Regions from separate parts of the Mus musculus genome. Here region 1 is linked to region 2. A link is a contact called in public promoter capture Hi-C data. All regions are on one chromosome and are shown on one strand. The core of a region is the stretch at or near the end of the contact, and the rest is flanking DNA. Distances in the headings are between cores, read along the strand shown.

Region 1 (3,043 bases), core at 160-2,659, 220 kb before region 2:
GAGATAGGAGATCTATGCGCACTAAATGAACAGTTGCATGTAAGACATCCAGCCACAATGCAAGGCTGTTGGGAAAGCTTATAACCTGTCCTCCAATCACCTCTCAACACCTCTGTCTAGTAATATAAGCCCCGAAGTGTGACATGTTATGACCATGCTATGAGTCACAGTAAGTATACATTAACCATACCAAAATAAGCACTGTGAAACCTTAACAATCATTTCAAAAACATGTGTTCTTCCTTTAATAAAACTTAATCTTAAATAAAACTAAAAGGTGCACGGTGACTGCTGGATAAGACAGTCATTCCCATGGGAAGAGGTGGGGCAGGCAAAAGTAAAAGCTATGGTAGAGTACACATCTCTATTGTGGACTGTCTAGACCGAGAAAGTACGCGCATGCTTGAAGAGGTAAGACATATGGTGGACAGAATCCCAAAGTCTCCCTGTGTGTGGTATTCTGATGTCGGAATGTGTATTCTGAGTAGACATGGGCAGGTATATCAAGGGTGTATCAGAAACATTAAATTTTAGAGACTAGAGCACAAAAAGTTAGGAGTTGTAACTTCCACTGTAAGTTCCTGAGGGACAGTGCCCGGGCTCGCGCTGTCTGTGCCCCTCCAGCTTCACAACAGTGCCTTACTTGCAGAATTAGCGATTGCACCCACGTGGTAGCGGAAATACAATGGCAGAGCAGATGCTCTCCAAACAATTGCTGACAGGAAAGACCCAGGGATGGAGGCAGATGAGGCACTAGGGGCGGGTGACAGCGGAGACAAGAGCAGTGTGTCAAATCTGCAGGTTCTGACTTCTGCAAGCTGTCAACCTGTGCAGGTGACAGACAGCGACCCAGGGCGACCTTGGCAGTGAAGCCAGCCGGCGGAGAGTGACAGCGCGGGTCTGTGGGCTGCACAGGGGGGGAGGCCAGGTGAGCGTGGCGCCCCGGAAGCAGTTACCTGTAGTAGCTTAGGAGCCCGTTGCTCAGCACGAACCATCGCCGCTGGTAGCCTTTGATGTAATTGGTCCATTTGAAGAGCCAGCCCTCTCTAGCCGAGCCCGAGCCCCCGGCGCCCGAACCGCCCGAGCCCGCGGCTGGCGGTGCAGAGCCCGGGCCGCCTGCCGCCACTCCTCCGGCCCCGGGGCCCGGGCCGCCCGCCGTCGCCGCCGTCGCGGCCGCCACCCCGGGGCCGGGCCCCGCGTCCCCGCGTCCGCCGCCGCCTCCCACCGCGGGTGGACCCGCGCCGCCGCCGCCCGGAGCCGCGATGGCTGCCGGGCCCGGCCCCACCACTCCTCTCAGCTCGGTCGCCGCCATGAGCCGCCGCCGCCCGGAGAGACACGACCGGAACCGCCTACGAGCTCCGCCGCCGCCGCCCGGAGCGCCCAACACGGCTAGCGCTTCAGCCGCCGCCGCGCAGCGTCCCCGCCCCGCCAGCCCCGCCGCGGGAAGGAGGGCTCGACTGCCGGGAAGGAGGGCGGCGATTGGTGCCGCCAAGTGTCACTTGCGGAAGACCCCGCGGACATTGGCATTTCTCTCGGGCCTGTCATGCTACTCCGCCCAGTGAGAAGCTCAAGGCGCGACGCGTCCTCCAGGCCTGCTTTCGATTGGCTAACAGGAAAGCCAATCAGGCAGGGCTACAAAATCATTGGTGGCTTTCCGAAGTCCGAGGACGGGAGAATGCAGAGCTCACGGCCGGTTTGGCCTCCGAATGGCTAGTACTTCCGTCAGTCATTACAGTTTATGCTTCTGTCATTGCCACGTCACCCCCGCCCATCGCGCTGCCCTTCATCCTCTTCCGCCCTTACGGATTGGTGGTTGATATCAGCTGCTCAAACCTTTCTACCAATTACTGAATGCATTGAAGTAAATGGGGCAGAGTCCAGCCTTCACATACTCATTCTTATTTTTTATTGGCTGACACCTATGTCTTTCACCTGTCGGTGGAGAGGCAGGGCTATGATTGGAGATGATTGGTTCTGGACATTGTCAGTGAAAGCTGCAGTTGGCCGAGATAGCAAATAAATTCATGGATGCACAAGTGGGCAGGCACGTTTGCAGCTTTAAGGAAGTGATGGGTCTCTATAAATGCTCTTGATGTGGGTGTGCTGTGGAATTCCCTCCTTCTCAATTGAGACTTGCAGATGGCCTTAATAAAGAGAGATGGATGGTTCCTGGGTCTCCTAGGGATTCCGTTTTCATATCCTGCTTCCGGAAGAACCCAGAGAGAGCTTCCTCGGCCCCCTCCTGGACTCACGACTCCTCCAATCCTCACCCCATTCCCTTTCCTGGTCTACCCTCTGTCTCTTCACTCTAGATTCTAATACACTTCTATTAATTCTGACCATCTAGTTGCCGACCTTATTTACGGGGAGAATAGATTGGCAAAGACCTACTACCTACCTTTATATCTCTTTTCCAAATCTAAAGGCCCTTGTTAGGTTTAGTGTGGTAAAAACACAATTAATTCTCTTGTTTATTGCTAGGGTTTTGTTTTGAACTGGGTGTTGAATGATTAGATTTGATCAGCTTAATTACAGCTGTGTTAGAGGTCACAAATTTCAGTAACTAGTCCAGCATTGAGCTGTTGTGAACTATTATTACAAAAATAGCCAAAACCTGCATTTTGGGGAATCTAACACCTATTACAGTGTAGCAGTTTTTGACCTGGCAGTAGGAATAGGGTTTAACTTTTATTTATTCATTTCTTCTGATTTGTGTGTGTGTGTGTGTGTGTGTGTGTGTGTACACCTAAGTGCAGGTACTTGTGGATGCCAGCAGAGGGCATAAAATCCCCTGGAGCTGGAACTAAAGTTGGTGGGTAGCCAACCCATAAGAATACTGGGAACAGAACTCAAGTTCTCTAGAAGAACAGGAACTGTTAACATCTCTCCAGTCCTAGGAGTTGCTTTTAGATACTGTAAAAAACTATTTACCTCATGAATATCAAGAAGTAATCTAAGCTGGGAGGTGTCGGCACATACCTTTAATCCCAGCTCTGAAGAGATAGAGGTGGGTGGATCTCTGAGTTCGAGGCCAGCCTAGTCT
Region 2 (3,383 bases), core at 451-2,950:
TGCTCCTGCTGAGAGCTGGGGTGACAGGTGAGTGTCCCAGCCTCCCATCTGGGATTTGGATTTTTCACAGTGTACTCACAGGATTTTAAACTCTTCTTTTTCCAAAGAAGGAGATACAGAAACAAATTCCCGAGGAAACATTGAATCTAGTGTTGTCTGTGTGACTCAATGACTGCATAATGAAACTCGTTATATAATTAGTATACACTAAAGAACAATGCCTGGCATCTGTTTATAAAAGAAGTGAGAATGTCTGTACAAGTCCATGGAAGCTGACAGGTGGAAAGTAAACTTGGTTATGCACTTTGAACCCTCAGGCAATTCCTGGGAAGTAAGTGGACCCCAAACTTTGTTGTTACTGTCATTTATTATTGTTTTTGTCCTTGGAGGGCTCGGTGAATAAGTGGCATCTGGTGACTTATTTATAAGCAGCAGGTCTGGAATCAGAAGCCCCCATGTTGTTCCCTGAGCATCCCTGCCTGCCCCCTTTCCTGATAGTTCTGCTGTCTCATGTGTACAGATGCCCTGCTGCTGTGTAGGGTGAGTGAAGTGTCATCAGAGGTAGCTCTGGGGTGGGCGATGACACAGAGCTGGGGTCTGGGCGTGGCCTGTGCGTGGAAGATTCAGGTTGCAGGGAGGGGCTCCAGTGTCTAACCTGCACTGTCACTGGCCATGAGCTGGTAAGTCAGGAGTTTCTGGGCCTCCACGTTGTAGGCGCCGGCCAGGTTCATGGCAATCAGGATGCTGGGGTTTGGGAAGTCTGAGTCAGTCACCGAGTTCTCCATGAGCGCTTGTAGGCCATCGACCCAGGGTTGCTGATCTGGGGGCACAGCTGAAAAGAGGAAAGCAATGACACAAAAATCATCACTCATCCCTCTTTCTCCTCAGTCCTCTGCCCCTTTCTCGGGAACAGAATTTCTGTGTCTTTTAGGCCTTTTAGCAGAAGGCTTGAGAGCTTTTGGGGATCAAGTAATAGAAGAGGAATACAGAAAATAACAACATTTTTTTTTAGAGGTGCATTAGTTCTTACACTTTCTCCAGTGATTTCTATATTTAAAGTGATTTCTCCTGTGCCAACTCTGAGTGGTACAGCTCAGAGGTAATTAACATGATTTCTAACACTTCCCAGAAGTCACTGATTTCTTTTATATTCATTTCCCTCCTCTCTTCCCTCTACGTGAAGACTCTTGATGATTTGAGACATAATTTGTTCTCAGCAAATATTTGGGCTCTCAGTTACCACTAAGTATAGGCCTTGTTCCAGCAACCAACATGCCTGAAGTCATAATTCAGTCTCTTTCAATAAAAAAATGCATTGATCTGACTCTCAGAGAATTGTGCTCTAAAGTCATGAAAGATGGCTTCCATGGATGACGGCCCATGGAACATGTCTCCGCCCTGTCTTATGTCCACCTCTTTGATACTCCTATAGTGACTGCTGTTCCTCCTCATTTTCATCAGCACAACTGTGCCTGAAATCTCTGCCCCTGGAGGGGTCTGCTCCTTTCCCATCAGAACAATCATTATACTCACAGCAAGAGCTCTGGGCACGGGTGCTGGTTCCTGCCACAGCCCAGAGAACACTTAGGAGGTAGAGGGTAAGCCAAGCCATGCCTGTCCACGTCTCCCTTTCCACGAACACTAGTGTTTGCTAGTGAAGTGTTCCTCTACCTTCTCCTGTGTGCACTTATTTTTGTAATAGTCTGCTGTAAAGCCAGTCACTCCTAGCTACCTATGCTGACCCCTCCTACCTTGATACAGCTCATTCCCATTTGCCTATCTGAGTTTACTTACTGGCTAGGCCCTCCATGGTATGTAAAGGTGACTTCTAAGTAGCAGAATGGTATGAGCCTGAAGGTTGGGTAATGCAGCAAAGACAATGAGTGTCTCTTAACAAACTCCTAGTAACAGGTAGGAAATATGGCTAATGTGTGATTATAGACAGGACTTCTCCTATGCCAATAGCCTCCTGATGCTTATCTGCAATGATTTTTTATTAAGACTTAGATGTTTAAGCTTCAGTGCAGTAGCTGGATATAAAATTAACTCAAATAAGTGGCCTTTCTCTACACAAAGGATAAACAGAATGAAAAAGAAATTAGGGAAACAACACCCTTCACAATAGTCACAAATAATATAAAATACCTTAGTGTGACTCTAACTAAGGAAGTGAAAGACCTGTATGATAAGAACTTCAAGGGCTGGAGAGATAGCTCAGCGGGTAAGAGCACTGACTGCTCTTCCAGAGGTCCTGAGTTCAATTCCCAGAAACCACATGGTGGCTCACGACCACTTGTAATGGGATCTGATGCCCTTTTCTGGTGTGCCTGAAGAGAGCTACAGTGTACTCATATACATAAAATAAATAAATCTTTAAAAAAAAAGAACTTCAAGTTTCTGAAGAAAGAAATTGAAGAAGATCTCAGAAGATGGAAAGATTTCCCATGTTCATAGATTGGCAGAATTAATATAGTCAAAATGACTATCCTGTCCAAAGCAATCTACAGATTCAATGCAATCCCCATCAAAATTCCAATTCTTCACTGAGTTAGAAAGGGAAATTTGTAAATTCATCTGGGATAACAAAAAACCTAGGATAGCAAAAACTACTCTCAACAATAAAAGAACCTCTGGGGGAATCACCATGCCTGACCTCAAGCTGTACTACAGAGCAATTGTGATAAAAACTGCATGGTACTGGTACAGCGACAGACAGGTAGATCAATGGAATAGAATTGAAGATCAATGGAATAGAATTGAAGACCCAGAAATGAATCCATACACCTATGGTAACTTGATCTTTGACAAGGGAGTTAAAACCATCCAGTGGAAAAAAGACAGCATTTTTCAACAAATGGTGCTGGCATAACTGGCGGTTATCATGTAGAAGAATGCGAATCCATCCATTCCTATCTCCTTGTACAAAGCTCAAGTCTAAGTGACCCTAACCCTCTATTAATTTCACTGTCTCTGGTTTTATGTGGAGTTCTTTGATTCACTTAGACTTGAGCTTTGTACAAGTCCTGCTCCCCTACCTACCCACTCCCACTTCTTGGCTCCAGTGTTGACTGAAGTCAGTCTACTAATGTGCTGGCTTCCTTTATAATCATACTGCTAACCACTTCTCTGGCCTATTTTGTTCCAGACATGCACATCCATTGTGCTGTGCTCCTTGTTACCTTTGTATATCATGACATTTCTTGCCAAGGATACTCTTCCAAATATCCTCAGGGCTCCTCCCTTCTTTCACATGTCTATAGAAAGGGACAATTTGACAGGAGCCTTCCAGTCCACTCCATATGTGACAGCCTTGCCCTGACACCAACCACACCTGCTGTGACTCATCACTCTCTGGCATACTGTCTATTGGTTATTCTGTTTTG

The links. Promoter capture Hi-C pulls out the DNA fragments that hold promoters and counts their contacts.
Region 1: a contact with region 2 is called in a promoter capture Hi-C map of embryonic stem cells, with 2.3 times the contacts expected there. A contact is called at or near these places in 4 of 39 promoter capture datasets (the 3T3-L1 cell line, embryonic stem cells, liver and 1 more).

Annotation. Positions count from the first base shown.
Region 1 is chr19:11,964,210-11,967,252 of GRCm38.p6, reverse strand. It overlaps Osbp (oxysterol binding protein), which reads right to left and starts at 1,409. Exons shown (of 14, transcript NM_001033174.1): 1 at 957-1,409. The coding sequence starts at 1,312.
Region 2 is chr19:11,745,876-11,749,258 of GRCm38.p6, reverse strand. It overlaps Cblif (cobalamin binding intrinsic factor), which reads right to left and starts at 1,700. Exons shown (of 9, transcript NM_008118.3): 1 at 1,534-1,700; 2 at 656-832. The coding sequence starts at 1,612.